7 separate regions of the Mus musculus genome follow, and regions 1, 2, 3, 5, 6 and 7 are each linked to region 4. A link is a contact called in public ChIA-PET, Hi-C, HiChIP or PLAC-seq and promoter capture Hi-C data. All regions are on one chromosome and are shown on one strand. Each heading gives the region's core, a stretch centred on a gene start, on an enhancer-like site or on the middle of the called end of the contact. The rest is flanking DNA. Distances are from core to core; before and after follow the strand shown.

Evidence for each region. Promoter capture Hi-C pulls out the DNA fragments that hold promoters and counts their contacts. A called contact is a pair of places that touch in the nucleus more often than the background predicts. ChIA-PET counts read pairs in DNA pulled down with a chosen protein or histone mark. HiChIP or PLAC-seq counts read pairs in DNA pulled down with a chosen protein or histone mark.
Region 1: a contact with region 4 is called in a Hi-C map of CD8 T cells, with 4 times the contacts expected there. The contact joins the promoter of Fbxl12 here to the promoter of Carm1 in region 4. A contact is called at or near these places in 1 of 39 promoter capture datasets (erythroid cells) and 1 of 484 Hi-C or Micro-C datasets (CD8 T cells).
Region 2: a promoter capture Hi-C map of liver shows a contact between it and region 4, with 5 times the contacts expected there. The contact joins the promoter of Dnmt1 here to the promoter of Carm1 in region 4. A contact is called at or near these places in 6 of 39 promoter capture datasets (the C10 cell line, hippocampal neurons, liver and 2 more), 1 of 484 Hi-C or Micro-C datasets (embryonic stem cells) and 1 of 115 datasets of contacts at active chromatin or transcription factors (memory CD8 T cells).
Region 3: an RNA polymerase II ChIA-PET map of memory CD8 T cells shows a contact between it and region 4, with 68 read pairs. The contact joins the promoter of Eif3g here to the promoter of Carm1 in region 4. A contact is called at or near these places in 6 of 39 promoter capture datasets (the C10 cell line, cranial neural crest, erythroid cells and 2 more), 4 of 484 Hi-C or Micro-C datasets (B cells, CD4 T cells, CD8 T cells and 1 more), 3 of 115 datasets of contacts at active chromatin or transcription factors (astrocytes, large pre-B cells and memory CD8 T cells) and 2 of 9 other capture datasets (adipose tissue and liver).
Region 5: an RNA polymerase II ChIA-PET map of memory CD8 T cells shows a contact between it and region 4, with 8 read pairs. The contact joins the promoter of Shfl here to the promoter of Carm1 in region 4. A contact is called at or near these places in 1 of 39 promoter capture datasets (liver) and 1 of 115 datasets of contacts at active chromatin or transcription factors (memory CD8 T cells).
Region 6: a contact with region 4 is called in an RNA polymerase II ChIA-PET map of memory CD8 T cells, with 12 read pairs. The contact joins the promoter of Anln here to the promoter of Carm1 in region 4. A contact is called at or near these places in 1 of 39 promoter capture datasets (pre-B cells) and 1 of 115 datasets of contacts at active chromatin or transcription factors (memory CD8 T cells).
Region 7: an H3K4me3 HiChIP or PLAC-seq map of embryonic stem cells shows a contact between it and region 4, with 8 times the contacts expected there. The contact joins the promoter of Pigyl here to the promoter of Carm1 in region 4. A contact is called at or near these places in 1 of 39 promoter capture datasets (hippocampal neurons), 6 of 115 datasets of contacts at active chromatin or transcription factors (astrocytes, embryonic stem cells, large pre-B cells and 2 more) and 1 of 9 other capture datasets (adipose tissue).

The regions. Positions count from the first base shown.
Region 1 is chr9:20,641,374-20,644,220 of GRCm38.p6, forward strand. It overlaps Fbxl12 (F-box and leucine-rich repeat protein 12), which reads right to left and starts at 1,433. Exons shown (of 3, transcript NM_013911.3): 1 at 831-1,433; 2 at 651-723. The coding sequence starts at 916. Ubl5 (ubiquitin-like 5) reads left to right here and starts at 1,963. Exons shown (of 5, transcript NM_025401.4): 1 at 1,963-2,847.
Region 2 is chr9:20,951,491-20,954,352 of GRCm38.p6, forward strand. It overlaps Dnmt1 (DNA methyltransferase (cytosine-5) 1), which reads right to left and starts at 1,489. Exons shown (of 39, transcript NM_001199431.1): 1 at 1,218-1,489. The coding sequence starts at 1,297.
Region 3 is chr9:20,897,069-20,899,961 of GRCm38.p6, forward strand. It overlaps Eif3g (eukaryotic translation initiation factor 3, subunit G), which reads right to left and starts at 1,522. Exons shown (of 11, transcript NM_016876.3): 1 at 1,476-1,522; 2 at 1,310-1,356; 3 at 1,016-1,099; 4 at 820-908; 5 at 639-698. The coding sequence starts at 1,495.
Region 4 is chr9:21,545,521-21,548,631 of GRCm38.p6, forward strand. It overlaps Carm1 (coactivator-associated arginine methyltransferase 1), which reads left to right and starts at 1,374. Exons shown (of 16, transcript NM_021531.6): 1 at 1,374-1,710. The coding sequence starts at 1,488.
Region 5 is chr9:20,867,100-20,869,965 of GRCm38.p6, forward strand. Shfl (shiftless antiviral inhibitor of ribosomal frameshifting) reads left to right here and starts at 1,543. Exons shown (of 8, transcript NM_175687.2): 1 at 1,543-1,837; 2 at 2,231-2,354; 3 at 2,505-2,554. The coding sequence starts at 1,817.
Region 6 is chr9:22,387,756-22,390,772 of GRCm38.p6, forward strand. Anln (anillin, actin binding protein) reads right to left here and starts at 1,451. Exons shown (of 24, transcript NM_028390.3): 1 at 1,215-1,451. The coding sequence starts at 1,232. It also overlaps a transcript of 9530077C05Rik not described here.
Region 7 is chr9:22,155,473-22,158,512 of GRCm38.p6, forward strand. It overlaps Pigyl (phosphatidylinositol glycan anchor biosynthesis, class Y-like), which reads left to right and starts at 1,374. Exons shown (of 2, transcript NM_001082532.1): 1 at 1,374-1,441; 2 at 2,260-2,883. The coding sequence starts at 2,523. The coding sequence ends at 2,738.

The DNA.
Region 1 (2,847 bases), core at 183-2,682, 900 kb before region 4:
AAGGGGAGGTAAAGGCTGGCACTAGGACAGGCAGAAAAATTCCAAGCACGAACTCACTTAAATACCAAACCAGCAGAGTATGGTGGTGCATACCCTTAGTCCCAGCACTGGAGAAGCAGAATTCCAGGTCAGCCAGGGCTACAGAGAAATTTTTCCTCGAGAAAACAAACAAACAAACAAACAAACAAAACCCAAACACTTCCTGGGCCTTCTCCTACAGCTGTAACTTCAGCACTCAGGAGGTTGTTGCAGGGGGTGGTTAGTTGGAAACCAGTACGTGACTCAGAGGTGTTCCTTCCTAGCATTCAAGAAACCTAAATTGCATTCCCAGTAGCACAGGAACCACACATGGGGCCCACGCTGCTAATCCCAATATTTAGAAGGTCGAGGTAGGTATCAAGCTCAGCCTCGGCTTCATAGGAAGCTGAAGTCAGCCTGGCCTAGAGGCCCTGTCTCAAAACAACCCCCTCAGCCCCCCAAGAAGCAACACCAACGAAAATCCAGAAAAATAAAAGCCTCAAGAAACTATCAAAAATAAATAAATAAAACAAACAGCAAACAAACACTAGAAAGCAAAATAAAGCAACCCCCACCCCCATGTCCCAGGGCAGGGGGTGGCTCTCCCCGCACCGCTCCCGGGTCCCGCATACCGTGTAGAGCGTCAGGTCGACGTGTCGCCATAGCCACCGGTCATCCACTAGCCTCTTCCAGCGGTGACAGACCCTGGAGGAGTGGACCGGCCGTTAGAACGACCCCGGCCCGCTAGGACCGGATCCGCATCTCCTGCCGAGCCCATGCCCGGCTCTTTCCCCCGAGGAGCGGGGCGGCACCTGGAGATGCGGATCCGGTCCCGGACAGGGAGGTAAGAGAAGATCTCCAAGAGCACCAAGTCTGGGAGGTCAAACAGAGTCGCCATGGTCCAGCTGTCGCACGCTTCCGTTTCCGGTGGCGGCGAGGCCGCGTTCCCTGGACAGCGCTGGGGTGGTCGGACTGGCCAAACCGGCGCGACTTTCAGAGGCCCGCCGAGAATCCCTACTTTTCTAGGAAAGTGCCCGAGGCCCCGGGACTGGACAGGCGCGGGCTGACGACCGTTTAGAGGTCAAGACTAGAGACTGACTAGGCCTGACTGGCTTGGCTAGCGGATGGAACTGGAAATAGGAAAACCTGGATGTGGCTTGGGAGAGGAGGGGGCACGAGGCGTGGCCAGGGCCAAGAGGAAGACGAACAGCAAACCCAGAAGGCTGGAGGTGACGAGTGCCTCGGGGGCGTGGCCATAAGGTGGAGCTAAGTATAAGCAGCAAACCCAAAAGGGGTCCGCAGACAACCCAGAAGGCGTGACTCTAGGAAAACCTGGATGTGGCTTGGTGGAGGAGGGGGCACGAGGCGTGGCCAGGGCCAAGAGGAAGGCTAACAGCAAATCCAGAAGGCTGAAGGTGAAGAATGCCTCGGGGGCGTGGCCATGAGGTGGAGCTAAGTATAAGCAGCAAACCCAAATGGGGTCAGCAGACAACCCAGAAGGCGTGACTCTGGCGAGGAGGGGGCTCAGGGCGTAGTCATAGCCGGGAGACGTGGCGAGCAGAGGCAGGTAGACCCCACGCAAGCTGGGATGAAGAAAGCAACACGCCTAGAAAGCGTGGCTCCGACGGGCGGGGAGTGGTCCTGAGGCGTGGCCAAGGGGCCCAGGGGCCAGGAGGCCCGGGGGCCCGGGGGCCCGGGGGCCTGGAGGCCAGTCAGAGGAAAAGCAGCAAACTCCCAAAGTGGGACTCTGGGAGAGAGGATAAAAGACAGAGACGAAGGGCAGCAGGCGTTGCAAACAAGGCCAAAGTACTAGCATTTGAAAAAGCGCCGCCGAGTGGAAGGGTGTGGCCAGCGGCAGAGGAGCTGATTGGAGGCCGTCCACAACAATGGGAAGGCGTGGCTTCAGTAGGAAGAGACAAGGGGCGCGTCTAGAGCTAAGCGACTAGTGGCGTGCGGAGGTTTGGCTTGTGCTGGAAAAGGCTTAGGGTTACTGCCAAGGCAGAGATCAGCCTGCGACCAGACCGTATGTATACCCAGGAGGCATGACTTGAGCAGGGAAAAGTTAACAGAGCAACAAACCCAGAAACCATGACTTGTGTGGGAAGGGGCTCAAGGACTAGGGATCCTAATTGCGCCTGAAGACTAAACTTGTAAAACCTAGCTTAGGCGGAACAAGGTCCGATATAGGGGATGGAATCAAGTTTGGAATGGCTGGGCGACAAAGGGACAGGCTGGGAGACTTATGACTGGAAGAATGGATAAGAGCAGCGACGGGGGCCCTAAAAGCATCGCTGGAGACAGAAACAAGAGCTAAACCAGGAACTGGGTGTGCAGCTCAGTGGGAGAGCCTTTGGCTGGTAAGCATGCTTAGCAGGCCCTAGGTTCGACCTCCAACACTAAAACAAATACCAAAACAAAACAAGAAAAACAAACCCCACCACTTTTCTTGTATGTATGCCAAGAGACTTAAAGCCTGAGAAGTTTTTTTTCGAGACGGAAACGAATCCGGTAAAGCCTGAGAAGTCTTTTCAGGACGGAAACGAGGCATTGGGGAGACTGGAACATATCTAAGCACTAAAGACACAGAACAGGACTTCATTCGAAACTGAAAGGTGTGACTGGGATGGGAGTGAGGGGCCAGCAGGACGGCCAAGCCAGGGAGGCGTGGCCACAGCCGCAATAGAAAGCAAGAATAATGCCTTTTGCTGCCTACGCATAAGGATTAAATTTTGTATAAGTCGTATTAGGTAAGCACAAGGCGCTGGGTAAGACTTTTCTTTTTCTTGAGTCAATATATGCTTACCTTGCTAAGAATCCTGTCTGCTAAGA
Region 2 (2,862 bases), core at 239-2,738, 590 kb before region 4:
CCCACTTTATCCCCCAAAGCTCAAATGGGAATCGGCCTGGCATCACCCCAGTAAACTAACCCCCGGGATAGCAAAAGCAGACTCAGAATCGGGTTGGGATGTGTCCAGCACTAGCAGGGCACCTATGACTAATGCTCAATGACGCGCGGGACAAGCTTTCAGGAATGAACGGATTGACGATGCCCTTCTGGAACAGGAAGCGGGATCCAGTGTTCCCGCCAATCCTTGCACACAGCCGTCCTCATGGAGGCGTGGAAGGTACTAGTGGAGGGCCCATTACCCAGGTCTTCCTTGATTGCTTGGGGAGGGGGGGGGGAGAGGGGGGATTCATATGCACTGAAATGGGGGACTTTACCTGCCATCCCTCACTCCTCGAAATAAACACTGGACAATGTAAAAAGCTTCCTCGATGGCGCCAGGACCGAAAGAACTGGTTTACAGGGGCTAAAATAATAGGGCGGGGGCCGAGACATCTCACTACCATTCATCTTTCCTTCCCCCTGATAAACACTTTGAATGGAGTTAAAGGTTTCCTCGATTGCTCTGGGATCTCGGGACAGAGTTATGTCACTGCCAAAGTGGAGGGCCCATTCTGCAGCACCAGCTCTTTCCAGGCAGAGTCTCTTTGATAGCTCCAGGATCGCAGGAGCTCCTTTACGTTAGGATGAAAACAAAACAAAATCCCACGAGGGCTTCAAGCTGCCCAGGCCCGGCCCGGCAGGATGAGAGAGAAAAGGTCCTAGGACTTGACAGCGGGGCTGGGAAGGAGGGCCCTTCTGAACCAGGGCCAGGGGAACCGGCGGAGGGACCCTCGGGTGGGCGCGGCGGGATCTGCAGGGCACCGGAAGTGGAGGCTGGAGCGGAGTGGGGGCTTCAGGGTGTCCACAGGCCGGGAGAGGGGCACTTCCTGCACACCCAGGAGCCTGGCTGACCAAAGAGGGGAACCCCTGAGGGTGTCCCCAAGCTTGTTCTATTTCAGAGGGCTGATCCCCTTGCTCCCTCAAGCTCCCAGTCAATGGGCTTGCCAGCACCCCGGCCCCCACCCATTTTGGCGCCAACAGCTAAGGGCACGCGCGACAGGAAGCACAGCCCGCGCCAAACGCTGCCCCGCGCATGCGCGCCCTGGCTGTCAGCGGCCGCAGGGCCACCCGGAGATACCCCCAATATATGCCTCGGCATCGGTCCCGCCCCTCACCCCCACCCTGCGTGGCACCTACCGCCTGCGGACATGGTCCGGGAGCGAGCCTGCCGGGGAGGCAAGCGCAGGCACTCGGGCTGGAGCTGTTCGCGCTGGCATCTTGCAGGTTGCAGACGACAGAACAGCTCTGAACGAGACCCCGGCTTTTTCGCGCGCGCGGAAACCAATTGGGAGGGGGCGGCGCAAGCGGAAGCAGCATGTACCACACAGGGCAAGAGAGTGGGGGAAGACCATGCTATGCCCGAAGGGAGTGCGCATGCGCGCAACGGAGGCACCCACACCTCCTGGCTATAGTGGGCTCGTCCGTGCTGCGACTGGCGCCACCCACCTCCCCCTTGCCTGAAGAGGTGGCTCGGCACTTGAGAGCAGGTAGTGCTGCTCTTGCAGAGGATGACTCTGGTTTGCTTGCCAGCACCCGCATCCAGCCGCTCCAAGCCCCTGTAATTCCACTTCCAGGGGGTCCTACAGCCTCTTCTGGCCTCTATGGGCATTGCACTCACATGCACAAACACAACTTTAAAAAAAAAAAAATCTTTTGAGTCTGGCAGAGGCTGTGGCATGCATGCATTTGATTCCAGCACTCAGAATGCAAAAGCCAGAGGATCTCTGTGTATTGAGCCTGGTCTAAAAACAAAATCTTCTTGAAAAAGGAAAAAGGTAGGCGGTGGTGGCGCATGCCTGCAGTCCCTTACACTAAGGAGGCAGAGGCAGGCAGATCTCAGTTTGAGGTCAGCCAAGTCTATACAGTGGAGTTCTAGGACAGCCAGAGCCACACAGAGAAAGCCAGTCTCAAAACAAAACAAACAAAAGTGGGCTTGTCTGCGCAGTGGCTAGCTTCCTCCCTGGAGAGCACCCACCCACATCCAGCCACTCGAAGCCCTGTAACTCCACTTCCAGGGGAAGGCCGCTGTGGACACTGCTCTTAAATGCACCAACAATTTTTTAACCCAAGATAGGCTTGACTTTACTATCTATACAATAGATAATATGGTTGATCTTAAAGTTCAGACCTCCTGCCTCTCTCTGGTCTTGAGTGATGGATTTATGGGTATGCCCCACTGTAACTACCATCTTCACTGGAAGATGAAATGTGTGGTTCTGTAGTGTCTAACTATATGTCCATGATCCATATTTCTGGAACTTACATCTTCAGAAGGAGAAACTATAGGCATAACTCTATCCCCCTCCCCTTCTGCTCATCTTTTGTTACCATTTTGGTAAGAAATACATGAACCCTTAAACAAAAGGCCTCCCGTCTAACCCCATCTTCACCCCCTTGTCCTCTAAAACGACCATGAGCACACCATCTGGACTCTTCCTCAGTGGCTTCATCTATCAGAGCTGAAATCACCTCCTTAAAAAGATAATTCAGAAGTGAACTGGACCAATATACCAATGAAGTAGTATAGTGGTAAGGCCAGGAACCACTTCTGCCATCTGGGTTTAATAAAAAAAAAAAAAGCAGATCGCAGAGAAATGATATTTTCTATTTACCTTCCACATGGTATGGAAGGATTTAGAATATACAGTTCAACAGCAGAATATTAACCTCACAGCAGAAGCCTTGGGAGTCATCCCTAGCACCAGATGAATAAAAGAATGACCGAGGACCAGAAAGACAGCTGAGAGAACTGAGCCAGAAGTAGTCTCCCTCTGACCATGTG
Region 3 (2,893 bases), core at 272-2,771, 650 kb before region 4:
TTAGAATGAAGACCAGAGCTAGAGCCTCTCAAAAATAACAAGCCAGCAAATGGTGGCAATGCCTTTAATCCTAATGCATGTGGATCTATGAGTTCAAGGTCAGCCTAGACCACAGAGTGAGTTCAGAACAGCTAGGGCTACACAGAGAAACCCTGTCTGGAAAAACAAACTACAAACAATAAAACCCAAGAGGGCTGGGTATGTCTCAGTACAGTGTCTGTCACACAAGTGTCCGTCAGACTCTGACCCCGAGCACCCACAGTCAAACACTGTGCACAGAGGCAAACTTGCATTCCCGGTGCAGGCCAGACAGGAAGTGGGGACAGCAGGGTCCCTGGGGCTGTTAGTGCCCAGCAAGCCTAGTCTAGTTCCTAATACCGAGAGACCAGCTCAAACCAAAAGTATGCTGTGCCATGTGCTGGGGGGGATGATGCTGCGCACATCCGCACACAAAAGGAGAACAATAAAAAAACAAAAGTAAATGAATAAATAAAGCATCTAACTTCATCTACTCCTGGGCCCTAACCTTTCAAGGCCTAACACTAAACGTTTACTCCACATCAACAAAAAGGGGCTTCCCAACTCCTCAGGATCAGCCCCAGAGAACACCCTACCCCCCAAATGAGGTAGAATCTCACCTTCCTCCTTGCCACAGCCTTTGATGCCTTCCGGGTCTCAATCCTGAAGGTTCTGACAATCTGAAGATGAATAAGAGAGGAGTGCTTCCAGAGCCTCAGGCCCTGTCTCAGCCACTGACACCCCTCCACCTGAACCCCTGAACACAAAGGCACTGGCCCTATGTGTCCACTTCGACCTCACCTTGAATTTCTTCCCATCTTCCTCTATCTTGTACTCAGTCACTGTCTTTATGTTCCCATTGATGACTTCCTTGGGAGGTGGCAGCGGGTCTGGAGGAAGATGACAGAAACTGATTCCCGGGTAATGGGGACTGGCTGGAAAGTAGGCTTGAGAGTCGGAAGGGAAGAGGAAGCAGGCAGGGATGGACACTGCTCACCTCCGGGCAGTAACTCGGGCTCTGGACTGGTGTCCCCGGTGGGCAGAGGGATTCCTTTCAGGAGCTCGCTGGTGACACATTTGTCTGCCAGAGGGAATTCGGGGAGGAAGGTAGAGTGAGCCACGGGACGGGAACTTTCAAGTCAGAGAGAGAGTGTGTGTGTGTGTGTGTTGTGTGTTTGCGGGTTGCACCGGGGGCACAGCGCAGGGCGAGGGTGGGGCTGGCCACGCGCGGCCCTAGCCGGAGCGTGGGCCCCGGGAACAGGCAGCGGGCGCGGCCACGCTCGGCACTCACCGTCCTCTCCCTCCTCCTCCACCTGGTCGGCCCAGCTGGGCTTCGAGCTGCGGGGACAGGAGATTGGTGAGCGGGTCCCGGCCCCCCGCGCCGCCCAGACCCCCACGCACCCCAGAGCAGCCCCCACGCGGCCTCCCCGGCGACCCCATCGCCACCCCACGCATACTCAAAGTCGCCAGTCGGCATCTCGAAGTCTTAACTCCACGCAGCTCCCAGCCCGGGTAAAGACAGGAAGCCGGAGTAGAAGAGGCTTCCGGTGCCGCGGCCGCAGCCTAGAGCGGCCAGACCGCGGTGAGCACAGCGCCTCCCTGCGGACAAAGGTGGACACGCGGCTCTCGCGCACCGCAAAGCGCTGAGATCCAACCTGGAAAAGGGGTCCAAAAAAAAGCTTCAAAGAACTTTTTAAACTTTTTTTTTCCCCCTTTGGGTAATGGGGCTAGACGTGAGTGTCTCACTCTATAGATAGGATAGCCTCACAATCCTGTCTCAACTCCAAAAGGCTGAAAGTACAGGCTCACGAGCAGTATTCCCAGGGTGGCCTTGAATTCATAGCTGTCTTTCCACCTTACTCTCGTCCGTGCTGGGAATATGAACATGAAATCGCCACACCCGGAACTGATTCGTTCTCTCCCTCTTCCCGGAGAATTAGTTTTCAGCCATCAGTAATCGCAGTGCTGGAGGTGGAAGCTGGAAAATTATGAGTTAAAGGCCATTTTCAGCTACCTCGTGGATTCCAGACTAGCCTGCGCTCCATGCGACTCTGTCTCCAAAACTAAAGGTGTCTTGCTTTGTTCCCCAGGCTTGCCCCTGAACTCCTAAACGCAAGGAATTCACAAATAGCTGGGGCTATAATTGTGTGCCAACAAGCTTGGCTGAAAAGCACGTGTATCAAGAATGCCCTCGCCCCACATCGTTTAGAGGATACCAGGATTCTGGTTTGTTGAAGAAGAAACAGACTCAGACCAAACCCTTTTGTCCTGTGCTAAGACGTCCTTTCTTTGAATAAGAGGCCACCTGGTCTCCTGTGCCTCCTTTGCTGTGTAGCATGCTAGGGTTTATCCTACAACCTTGTTGTGCGTTTGTATTATTTGAAGACAGCATGCTTGTGCATACATAGCACACATGGAGGTCAGGGGACACTTTGCAGACAGTCTCTCCTTCCACTATGTGGGTCTTGGGATTGATCTCAGGCCTTCAGGCTTGGCAGCCAGCCTCCTGCTGTGGTCCAGGAGTCCCCTCACAGACCACACGAGCCCCAGTCTCAGTCAGAGAGAGGCACTTTATTGAGCATACATGTCAGGACTGGTTAACCAGGGCCACAGTCCAGATTCAGGACCTGAACTGTGACCCTGACTTAAGATCCTGCAGGGTTTTTAAGCCTCAAATCCACAAACATCTGGGCCAAGTCACATCACCAATCAGGATTCAGAAATGGGGGGTTTACCTGGGAACATGGTTTTGCCTTACACGTATCCTGCTCCCATTGGTTGGGTATTCAACGGTGGCAAGAGACTTTCCTTGTTGAACATTCATGTCTCAATGTGCCAACCAGGTTGTCAGTTACCCACGCACATGTCTTTCTGC
Region 4 (3,111 bases), core at 124-2,623:
GGTCCTGGCTGCCTGAGATTGTGTGCTTGCACCATTAGATGGGAGGGATGACTTGGGAAAGGGTTGAGTCTTTTGTGAGTCTTGCGGAGGCCCAGGAGGGGGTACGTAAATTAGAGTTCTAAGAGGCCCAGCAAAAGTGAACAAGTGACTGGCCACTGTGAGTTCACTGGGGGACCTGAGAGTTAACTAGTGAAAAGGAGAGGTCCTAGTGGAGAAGCTAAAGAATTAAAGTTACTGCCTTGAAGTTCTTTGTGAAGGCCAAGCTCTGGAGCGCGGCTTGAAAAGCCTTTATCCCAGAGCAGCATGGGAAGGGGCCCCAGCTGGGTGCGAGCCTGCAAACCAGAGCACACCTATCACAGGGCCTTTTCTTACCAGTGGGACGGGATCAAGGCGGAGCTTACCTGGGAACGTACAGGGCGGAACCTTAACTTGGGGGCGTGGCCGAATCACCTGGGTTTGGAAACGGTTCTTGTCTTTCCTCAAGCTCAGGAGAGGTTGTTTGCAGGACACTGGCCCGGAGGGGCCCGAACTCTCCGAGGGAGGGTTTCGTGGATCAGAACACCGTCCCTTGACAAAAAGATGCAGAGCACCGTCTGCATTCTGCTAGTAACCGTCCCTCCTGGGGGCGGAGCCAGCCCTCCTCCGGGTGTATAAAGTAGCTGAGCGCCTCCTTCTGACAAACGCCTCACCCCCAAGAGTACTGGGGGAGTACGCAGCACGCCAGCCTAGGGGCGGAGCTCAGCCCTGGAGGAGGCGTTTCTTCTTAGTTCTCCGACTCACGCCTCTCCACTTTTCTTGAGCTATGCTCACAGTGGCACAAAGCATGGTGGTTCGCTCGCTGCCGGCCTGTGGGTGGGTCTGGCCCCAGAGGCGTGTCCGAGCGGCCAAGCATTGCCTCCTGAAACGCCCTGTGGTACAAAGGGCTGTGGATCACCGTGGATCACCGGTCGCCGGCCCGGAGCGGGGGGTGGGGCCGCCTGATCATTCCGGGGGCGTGCCGGGAAGGCTAAGCACCGCCTCCCGACGCATGCCCTGCCCATCTCTCCAGAGCTGTGCGCGGTGGCACAAAGCGCCTCGGTTCGCACAACGCTGCCTCGGGGCGGGGCTTAGCATCCCTGGGGGCGTGTCATACTGCGGGGCACCGCCTCCCAACGTAGGCGCCTTCACCCGGCCTGCCCGGGAGGCTCAGCCACCTCACAAAGCAGCGACCGTTCCCGCGGGGTGGGGCCGGCCCCACCCCCGTCGTGCTTGCGCTCGCCCGGCTCCCTCAGGCGCCAGGAGGGGGCGCTGCGCCACCGAGCCGGCCCGTGGCGGCGGCGGCGGCGGCGAGGCGTCGCGTGGCCGGCAGGCGGCGCGCTGCCAGCCTCGGCCTCGGCCTCGGCCTGCGCGGCGGCGGCAGCGGCGGCGGCGGCGGCGGCGGCGGCCTGGGCCCGGGTGCGGCGGTGGCGGTGGCCGTGGTGGCAGCGGGGCCTGGAGCCGGACCTAAGATGGCAGCGGCGGCAGCGACGGCGGTGGGGCCGGGTGCGGGGAGCGCTGGGGTGGCGGGCCCGGGCGGCGCGGGGCCCTGCGCTACAGTGTCTGTGTTCCCGGGCGCCCGCCTCCTCACTATCGGCGACGCGAACGGCGAGATCCAGCGGCACGCGGAGCAGCAGGCGCTGCGCCTTGAGGTGCGCGCCGGACCAGACGCGGCGGGCATCGCCCTCTACAGCCGTGAGTGCTGGGGACACCCTGGGGACGGCGGCGCACGAGGCCGGCGGCGCGGGCGCCCGGGGAGGGGGCAGGCGGCGGAGGGTTGGGGGGGGGGGGGGACTCGGGCCGAGCTTGTACACGCGGCTCCTGCTGCCCGCGGGCGAGATAGCAGAGAGGGTGTGCGTGGGGACCTTGGAGCCCGAAGAGGGGCGCGGGAAATAAGAGTCGCGGGCCTGAGATTTGCAGCGGGTGGGGTAGGGGGGCGCGTGGCAGGAAGTGGGGCCCCGAGGATTCTGGGGGGATTGTAGAGGGGACTGGAGAGAGGGAGTGATTGGGAGGGCTCTTGAGCGGGTGTGGTTTGTGGATCTCATCTCAGGGGACATCCTCCTCACACACGGACATTTGAAAAGTGGTTTTCAGTGTGTAACACCGGGAAGACTGGGTGCCGCCCTTGTGGAGGACTTGGGATTCGGGATCCCCCACCCACACACCCACCAGGGTGGGTAAACTTTGGGACTTAGGACAGAGCCCTTCCTGATAGAGATTCCCAAGCCCATCCCCCATGGAAACGTGGAAGAGGGGAAGGCCGGCTGGCTGATGGCCGGCTTTAGAAGTCAAGAGGTAACAAGCCACCTCCCTCGCCACGCGCCTCCTGTCTTTTTTAAGAACGTGAGAAGCTGGTGACATTATCAGAAGCTGCTTCAAAAACTGACATTTCAGTGGGGAAAACAAGGGGGGGGATCACTAGTGTGTTTTCGAAGTGCACCCCCCCCCCCAGCTTTGTAGTTCCACCTTTCATTCTTCCTTGCTCTTGCTACTCTTTCTTCTGACGGATTCCTCAGATGGATTTGCTCTTGTGTTTCACTGGTCTTTGTCTCCCAGGATTTCGTTCACTGATGCTCTTAAGGGGCCACCAAGGAAGATGGGATCGATTTTAACCTGTGGGAATTTTTTTCTACTCCTTGGTAATGGGGTGTTGTTGGAAAGGGAAATGTGTGTAGCAGTCTGTTCAGACTGATTCTCCTCTCTTTGCCTTGACTTTGAAACACACAGGAGAAAGAAGTGTCTGGTTCCCAAGTGTGGGGCACCTTTGGGGGCTTGGGCAGAGCTGGGGTCTCCTTGATCACACGAGAGAAAGGGGAATTTCACAGACTAAAGAACGAAGCTCTTTAGGACTACAGACCCCTAAGCAAGCCAGTGGTGTTTGGCTAGCCAGGGTACCAGGGCTTACCTGGAAAGTGTTCTGGGGACCTGGGTGTGATGGACAAGCCTGTGGTCCCAATACTTTATAGGCTGAAGCAGGAGGATTCAAAGTTTGAGTACAGTGTGGGTGACATGGGCAAATCCTGTCTGAATCACCAAGACAAAGTTCAGGTAACTTGGGTTGTTTAAATGAACTTGATAAAAACACCGTTTTTATAG
Region 5 (2,866 bases), core at 293-2,792, 680 kb before region 4:
CCCTGCCCCTCTCTGCTTCTCCAACAGTTTCTTTAGTCTCCACTGACTGAATGAGATCTTAGGCAGCTTGACATAATGCCCTCCAGCCTTATACCTGTTGCAGTAAGTAATGAGGCTTCTTCTTTCTTATGGGTGAGTAATATTCCATGGTGTGTCCACGCTGCATTTTCTTTATCCATTCACCTATTAATGGACATCGCGTGAACAATACAGCAATGCACACAGGCGCAAGTATCCGGCACTCATTAACAAGCTGGTTTCCTTTCCTACAGGCATTTTCCCCAATAGTTGACAGATCTTATGCTCATTGTATTCTGTGAGGAACTTCTATCCCACTTTCCATAACAGCTATAGTATTTCAATATAACTTATTGATGACTATCCATTTGGAGGTGTTCCTTTCAGGCTTGCGTAGAGACCAGGGCCCGATGCTCACATGATTCTCGGCTTTAGATTTACAATGTGGATTCCTTGGAGCCAGAAGTCTACAAGGGTGTAAGGGGCCAGGAGTTGGCTTTTCTTCACATTTTTACTCTGCTTCCAACCAGCATGACACTTCAAAGGTCACCTGGTGACTGATGCAATATCTATGTCCCACATTGTGCTAAGTGACATTAATCCCCCTGGAAAACCAAACACGGTGGCTCACAGCTGTAATCTCAGTGCTACAGAGCGAAGGCTGGAGGACCACCATACCATACGTTTAAGGACAGCCACGGCTATACAATGAGACCCCCAGCATTCAGAAGGTGGAAGCAGGAGGATGGTGAGTTCAAAGTCATCCTCAGCTACATAGAAAGTTCCAGAGTAACCTGGACCATAAGGGCCACCATTGAAACTATGGGGCCTGGGAAAGAGGCTGAAGGGGAGGGTAGATCAGTTTCCATTTCCCCCTCTCTGGCTTTGGTCTCCGGTTCACTGTTAAACCACCTTATCTGCACCTGTGGCATCCACCTTTGGTGGTGGTGGGAGCCAGATCACCCAGCAAAGATTTCTGTGCTCCTGGATCATAGTGAGACCCAAGCTCTGTACCGAAAGGGGCAAGGCAGAGGTTCACTGGGAAGAAGGTATTTAAACGGGGTGAAAAAGCCCAGGCCTCTTAGATTCTGGGGCCCATTCTCTGGAGAAGTCTGTAAAACTTGCTAAAAAAAAAATAATAAAAAAAATAAAAAATCTTTCATTTCATTTTGTCCTAGGATGTTCCCCTCCCCCCCCCCCTTTTTCTTTTTTTCTTTTTTGAAACTGGGTCACACATAGTCTAGGACATCCTTGAACTCCTGATCTTTTTGCATCCACCTTCCAACTGCTGGAGTGACAGGTGTGTGTCACCATGCCTATCTTGCATGCCCATTTTACAGAGGAGGAAACTGAGGCTGAGAGTGTGGGAATTAGAGAGAGAAGCCGTGGGAGTTAGAACTGCTGAGCATAGCAAAACGCCACGGTGGTCCGAAGACGCTTCGGGTTCTGCATAGGAGGAGCAGCGAGGGAGCACCGAACTGTGGTGCGGCTCCGCCCCCAAGGGGGACGTGAAGACGCGGACCCCGCGCAGCGTGGGGACATGTGACCGACTGCAGAGGCCGCGCTGCTGCGCAGGACGCGGTGAGGCGCGCTCGGAGGCCCGGGAGCACCACCCGGGAGCACTACAGGGCGCGTGAGCAGACGCGTGGCCGCAAGGCCTGCGCGGGGTCTCCTCAGGGTCCCCAGCTTTACGTAGAAACGAAACTGAAAGAGGGGCCCGAGGGAGGCGGAGCTGCGGCGACGCCACCCAGGCTTGCGAGGCCCGGACCCAGGCGCAGCCAGGTGTGCTCCGGCCACCATGGCTCAGGATGGCGTGGAGGTAGGACAGCCGCGCCACCGGCGGCGCGGAAAGGGCTCCCGGGAACACCCCTGCCCCCTGGGCTGTTTCCCTCCTCTATCCCTGGGCACAGTGGGGCTGTAGGGTCAGAGGTCAGAAGGAAAGGGGGTAACCTGGCCTGCATCCCGCCACACACACACACACACACACACACACCGCCAGACCCCAAATTCGCACCGGGGAGGCTGGGACGCGCCGCAGTCTCCACCATCCCCCAATGCCTGGAGAACTTCGGATTTTTCCAGGAAATGGCTTAAAGGGGGGGGGGGATGGGGATGCGGAGGCCAGAAGCCAGGGTCAAGTTCAGGAGAATGAAGGTGCGGGGGCTGCTCCCCGTCGCCGGCGACATCAGAGCTTATCCCCCCTCTATCCTAGTTGGAGAAGAGCGTCAGGCGCCTCCGGGAGAAGTTTCATGGGAAAGTGTCCCCCAAGAAGGCAGGGGCTCTTATGAGGAAGTTTGGCAGCGACCACACCGGAGTTGGGCGCTCTATCGTGTATGGTGAGTCAGCCCTGGTGGGGGGGACACTGAGTGGGTGTGGTTTCAGAATTGCTGTAGCGCTTTAGCGACCCTGGCTCCGTTTAACCGGAGGCTCTCCACCGCCTGGAACTCCTACACCCTTCAAGAGCCCCTCCCATGTTCTCCCACTAGGTGTCAAGCAGAAAGACGGACAGGAGCTGAGCAACGACCTGGACGCTCAGGTAACCTCCCCCTGTCCCCAAAGGAAGGGGGATTCCCATTCTCTTGTCAGAAGGAACAATCAGTGAGTGCTCCCCTTACCATCTAGGGTCCTTTCCTTTCTCAAGCAGCCTTCAAACAGTAGGTGCTCATTACATGCTGATTACCTCAAATGGAAGAGACAGGACAGTAGGATAAGGAGACTGAATGTCGAAGAAAACTCAAGGCAACCCTTTCTTGCATAAGAAGAAAGTCTGAGCTGGGCAGATCCTGGGAAGAAAGACGCCTGGACAGGAGGGATGAAGGAATCAAGGCAATATGGTTGTTTTGCTCCT
Region 6 (3,017 bases), core at 201-2,700, 840 kb after region 4:
AGTGCTCTTGGCAGCTGAGCCATCTCTCCAGTCCTCTATTAGAAATTCTAACGTTATCAAAATGTTGTTTTCCTCAAGATAACTGAGAACTTCAAACGGAGCACAGGGTGTGTGGGGCAGCATAACTGTCAAGTTGAAATCTTTAATTGTTGAAATCCTTAACTAGTATCTTGGGCTTAGCTTATGGAATTGTTAACTACACTACCCAAAATAAATTATTACTATCCTCTACGACATTTTTCAATGTAGTACAGAAACACTGTATGCCCACTTTACAAAACTCACAAGTCTTGAAATTTAAAGAACAGCTTGAAGCAAAAGAAAAAGAGGAACTGTCCTGCAATAAAAGAATGGGCCAACAGCAACACGCAATCCTGAATGTCGGTGTACAGCTGCAACGTGAAGCTAAAACTAGGCATAAATAATAAGATTAACAACGGAATCTAGACCTTATTTCCAAGGAAGAGATGAGGAAAGCATTGTTGAAATGATACGCTACATAAACACTGAGGTGTACCAACCCTACAGCATACACTTATAATTTTGTTTTGTACACGCTGAGGTAACTATAAGCCCTGTTTCCTTTCAACCAGTATCAACCCTGTGCATGAGACTTTCTTTCTAAAGTTAGTAGAGCCGTGACTTATGAAGGACGCCAGGCTAAAGCACCTGCTCATTTAGACTTCGGTGGTTTCATCACAGGATTCTTAAGCGCTCAAGCTCCTCTGGGCCTGTGAAGTCCTTTATCACTTCCATCAGATTCCAAGCACACAGTACGAGTCACTGGGCCGACTCCACCCTGCCAACTATTCCAGCTTTAGGGCAGGGCTTGTCCCACTAGGCCCCTGAGCGGCACTCTCCCGGGTCACAGCAAGACGGATGAAGGATGGAGGGAAGCGTGCTTTAAGTCCCGGGAGCCGGGGGGGCAGGCTCAAGCCAGAGCGCCCAGGCGCTCACACCCCGAGCCAGCACTTGGGGGAGTGGAGGAAGGCTAAACGACTACAGAGCTCGGGGTTTGCATGGGGTTTTTGAGGCCCTGCCTTCCCCAGAGCCAGGGACGGAGCAGCGAAGCCGGGGCGGCTGCGACCCCGCGGCTTCCGTCCGGCTGCACGCTCGCTGTGCGCACGCGCCACGCTGGCCGCAGGCTGACAGCGCGGGCGGGGGTCCCGGAGTCGGCAGGGGTCATGGTTCACAGCGCCCGCAGAGTCTCTCACCTCGGTAAACGGGTCCATCGCCCCAGGCCTCACCAGTGGACGGCTAGACGGTGGGTCCGACGGTTCAAACTCAGGAAGAGGAAAGAAGTGAGTGCAGGCTCGGCGCAGCTCCTGGAGGAGGACTGCAGTCGAGGCGGCGGGCGCTCTCACACCCAGTCGGCTCTGCCCTCCGCACCCACGGAGTCGGTAGGCTACCACGGCCGTTCAAAATTTGAATTTCAGCGCCCCGGACGACACGCATGCGCGCGGGGTGGGCGGGGCCGGGCGGGCCGCTTGCCCCCGCCCCTGAGCTAGGTCACGTGATGCGGCCAAGTTGGGACTGGTCCGGAGCTGCGAGCACTGCTCTCTCTCCTCCGCTTGGGTGGAGACGGTTCTGCCGTTGAACTGCCTAGGGAGAGGGCCCTGCCATCCCGCACGCACCCACGCACGCCGTAGCGGGTCCCTTCCTGACTCTGTCAGCTCCCGCCGCCCTGCCTTCTTCCTCCGTGGGCCTTACGAACCCGGTCCGGCCCTCTGGCCTTTGGGCCTGATCCTGCCACCAGAAGTGGGACTAGACAGCCAGCTTGACCTCCTGAGAGACCACTCTGGCGGGTCCCCACACTCTCAGCCAGTGACTAGTTCTTTGTTTGGTGGGGAAAAGAGATGACAGTAACAGACCCTTCGGTTTTAAATCCCAGTCAACTACCCAAAGCCAGCAGTGAGAACACTTTGAGAGAAGGGACAATCGGAAAGTCCATATTTAATAAAAGTTCCCGTTTAACAGGCAGAAAGCAGGACAAACTATTGCACGAGTAACTTTTAATCTGACTTTCCTTTTCCTCTTCCTGGGAGGGTCTTTTGGAGACCCTCACAGTGTCTTACCATTTGACATTCTGCTAGGCTTTCCAAGAATGTGTCTAAAAAGATGGGTTGCCAAACCTCTGGTAGTAGAACTGTTTGCCTTTATACGTCAAAAGGTCGACAAAGCACCAAAATCTCTGTGCCTAGGTTGGTGCTGTGAGAGCTAAAGTCCTTACGAGATTGTGTAAAACAGATGTATGGTAGCAAGGTTTATGGTTGAGTCTCTGTGTCCTAAATGAGTCCATAACAGGATCAACTGTGCTTATTGAACAGAAAAACTGAAAGTGTTGAAGGGTCAAGTCCAGAATCAAAGCTAAATAAAAATAGGAAGCTTGGGGCCAGCGACAGAGCACATGCTAGCTATGAGGGCGCTTGCTACCAAGTCTTGGGACCTGAATTCTAGACCCAGAACCAGTTCCAGCAAATTGTCCTCTGACCTGCACACACACACACAGGAAATAAATTAATGATGTTTTTCTAAGTAATAAAGAATTTAAAAATGTATAGATTGTAATAAACTGAATTTGGGGCATGGAATAAGAACTTCTTTAAGAGCAACTTCTAAGAATTCAGATCCTTGGGACCACAGTATAACAAGAATAATAAATTTCCTTGGTGCCTTGGAGCTGTGAAATGATAGAAAATGGAAGGAGCTTTGTTTAAGTGTGTGGTGTGTGGGGTTGTTAGAATTTGCTACCTATAAACCAAAGGGAACGGATGCCTGAATTTTTTTTCAAGCACTGAACAGGAAAAGGGGTGTGGGTACTTGGGGTGTGGCTGTGTAGGTCAGTCTTGGGAATGAGTCATTGGAAATTTATGTAGCCGTTGTGCCTTCGGGCTGTTGCCTCTGTAATCCTTGGTTTCATTGTAAACAATTTGATTCTAGCTAGCATGGATAAAGCAGTATTGCTACTCTAAACTTGTAGGTTTTTTTTCCTACTACCACGCCCTGTAGCGTTGACC
Region 7 (3,040 bases), core at 124-2,623, 610 kb after region 4:
TTTGGGGCAAAACCCCTCTACGCTAAGAACTTGGTCTTGGGTATCTTGCGCCAATACTGGCCTTTTCACAGGCGTGTGTAGTGAGTGCCTTTACCTCTTGAACTATCTTGCTGGCTATTTTTTGTTCCGATTTTAAATTTTTAAATTAAAAAATGTTTGTTACTTGCTCTGTGTAAACCATAGGATGGTTTGTCCTCAGCTCTCTCCTGCCACCTTGTGGTTGCAACAGAAGCTGCACGGACTCTATACCACTACTTACCTCTGAGAAGAAAAACTTTCTGATCTTTTAGCTTGCGGGAAGATTAAGGGATGGAGCTTCCTGTGCAGTACTGTGCAGAATCCTAGCTCAGCCTCATTTTTCTTTACGCTGGGATCAGAGATAACACTGCCTCACTAGGCAAGGCAGTGGCCGGCCCCGTGGACAGCATTTACGAACACCGTCCCTCCCCCCAACCCCAAGGCACACACACTCATCGTCTTACTATGTAGTCCGGATGACCTGGAACTTGCTATGTAGACCAGGCTGGTCTCGAACTCACAGAAATCCGCTAGCTTTTGCCTAAGGAGTGCTAGGATTAGGAGTGTGCTTGGCTACATTTTCTCTTAAAACTTCATTTTGCACTTTTTGCGGGAGTACACTCAGGTGTGCCACAATACATGTGTGGAGGTCAGAGGAAAATAGTTCTCCACCATGTGGGTACCGGAAGGTCGATCTCAGGTAGTCTGACCTGGCAGGAAACGCCTATACTCGCTGAGCCATCTCATCAGCACAAACTATTATTTTGCCATTTACCGATTCATACGTAAAATAATGTATCAGTCATCTTTCCGCTGCTTAAGAGGATAGATGATAGTGGCTGAGGCCAGGTGCGATTCAGGATTCAAGTTTATCAATTAGAAGTGGGGAAGGCAGCCGGGCATGGTGGTGCACGCCTTTAACCCCAGCAGAGGCAGAGGCAAGTGGATTTCTGAGTTCGAGGCCAGCCTGTTCTACAGAGTGAGTTCCAGGACAGCCAGGGCTGTCTCGAAAAACCAAAAAAAAAAAGTGGGGAAGGCTTTTCAGTGCAGAAAGACCCCACTGTCTGCTCTGGAGCGCCATGAATAAACTGTGGCAAATACGTTCCTCTCCTACTTCCAGCAGGACTAGCATAGGGGACGCCCAGCCAGAGACGATGGGATCCTTAGCTATCCGGTGCTCTCAGAGTCTTTCTGGCCTCACCCGTCAATCAAGACCACGGGGGCGGAGCCTGAGCCTGGGAGCGAAGGCAAGGTGAACTGTCCAATGAGCACGCGCGGACCGGCTCCATCGCGGGATCTGGGTTCCTCACCCCGCCCCTGCAGGGATTTGATTGGGCGGCTGGCCGGGCTGTCCCGCCTTCGTGGGGCGGTGACTGTCACCGCCAGGCGCCGAAGGGACCGGACTCCTACAGGCCTGCAAACGGTGAGTTGAGGGTCTCGAAATACGAGCGGAGGAGCTGTTGAAACCGGCTGGGGCGGGACTCGCGCCAGCTTGGCGTCTGCGCCATGGACGCCGCCGACTCCGTTTGTCTGGCTGGTTCGTTTTCGGTTCGGCCGGGTTCCCCCTGTCCTGTCTTGCCCCGCTCGGCTCGGCTCGGTTTTCTTCGGCTCGGCTCGGCTCGGCTCGGCTCTGTCCCTCCGTCGGTCAGAGACTGCAGCGGGCTCGTTGCCCCTTCTGGTCCCCGAGGCGACTGCGCCCAAGGGATGGCGCTGTCTTCGGTCTGTGCATTGACCGCGGGTGGCTCGTGACCTGGCCCCAGGTTCTGGTGCTGGTTCCCAGCCAGTCCTCGTATAGAAAGCCTCACTCAGATGTCTGAAGCGAACCCGGATTTGTAGGTCGCATTCCGCTTCCCCAGTTCACAAAAACATTATCAGTCCACCTGTCCTTCATTCTGTTTTTCAAATTGCTTACTTCCCAAAGTAATTCATGACACTTGTAGTGTTTTAAGCATGGTCTGGCAGCCGTTCTTTTGTCACTGCCTCCTCAATACTGATACCTCTGATGGGGGTCACTATAGGCAGTTTTGGAGGACACTCCTTTTTTTAAAGGCTTCTTTCTAGCCGGATGTGGTGGCTTGGGGAGGCTGATGCAGGAGGATCACAACGTTCGAGGCCAGCCTGCCGGTTCCAGCAATCCTGTCTCTAACCTACTCAGTGCTGGTACTGGCTGCTTCCCCATCCTTTCCTCTCCCTTCCCGTCGCCTGCCCTTCATCTTGTCATCTTGCATTTTTCTCATACAGTTAAAAGACCTCTCGCCTGCGCTGCGAGGGACACAGGTGGTGTCTGCAGTCGCTGGTAACCGCTGCGTGTGACGCGGAGGCTGAGGAGCCGGCACCTTCGGCCTGGGACCCCTGGACTTTCTGCGTGCCCTTGGGAAGCATGCCTGGGTGAATGAGGAGTCGGGACAAGGGGAAGATAAGACAAGAGCGCACCCGCACGAGAACAGAACTTTTCAAACAACTGAGTTTTCTTGAGACAGTTAACCTTTTAAGAAGGGAGGAAGATGATCCGGTCCCTGCCCACCATGACCGTCCTCATCCCACTGGTCTCGCTGGCAGGCCTGCTCTACTCCGCCTCCGTGGAGGAAGGCTTCCCAGAGGGCTGCACCAGCGCCAGCAGCCTGTGCTTCTACAGCTTGCTCTTGCCGGTCACCGTGCCTGTGTACGTGTTCTTCCATCTGTGGACATGGATGGGCCTGAAGCTCTTCAGACATAACTAGGGGAGCCGAGGCCCCTCCTGCTCGGGCTGCCTGCGGAGTGGGGCATGGCCGGAGGTTCCTGGCTGTTGCAGATTCTTTTGTAGCTGAAAAATACTTTTCAATAAAATGTCTTATGGGAGAGGAACACGACCAGCCTTCATCCAAAGACTGTTTCTTCTAAGATTTGTTCTTAATTGTGTGTCTGTGTGTGGGTATGCGCATGTGAGTGTGGGTGCCCAAGGAGGCCATGCAAGTGATGGGTCCCTGGAGTTGGGGGTACAGGCAGTTGTAGGCTACCGGAGCTGTGTTCAGATCATCCATAA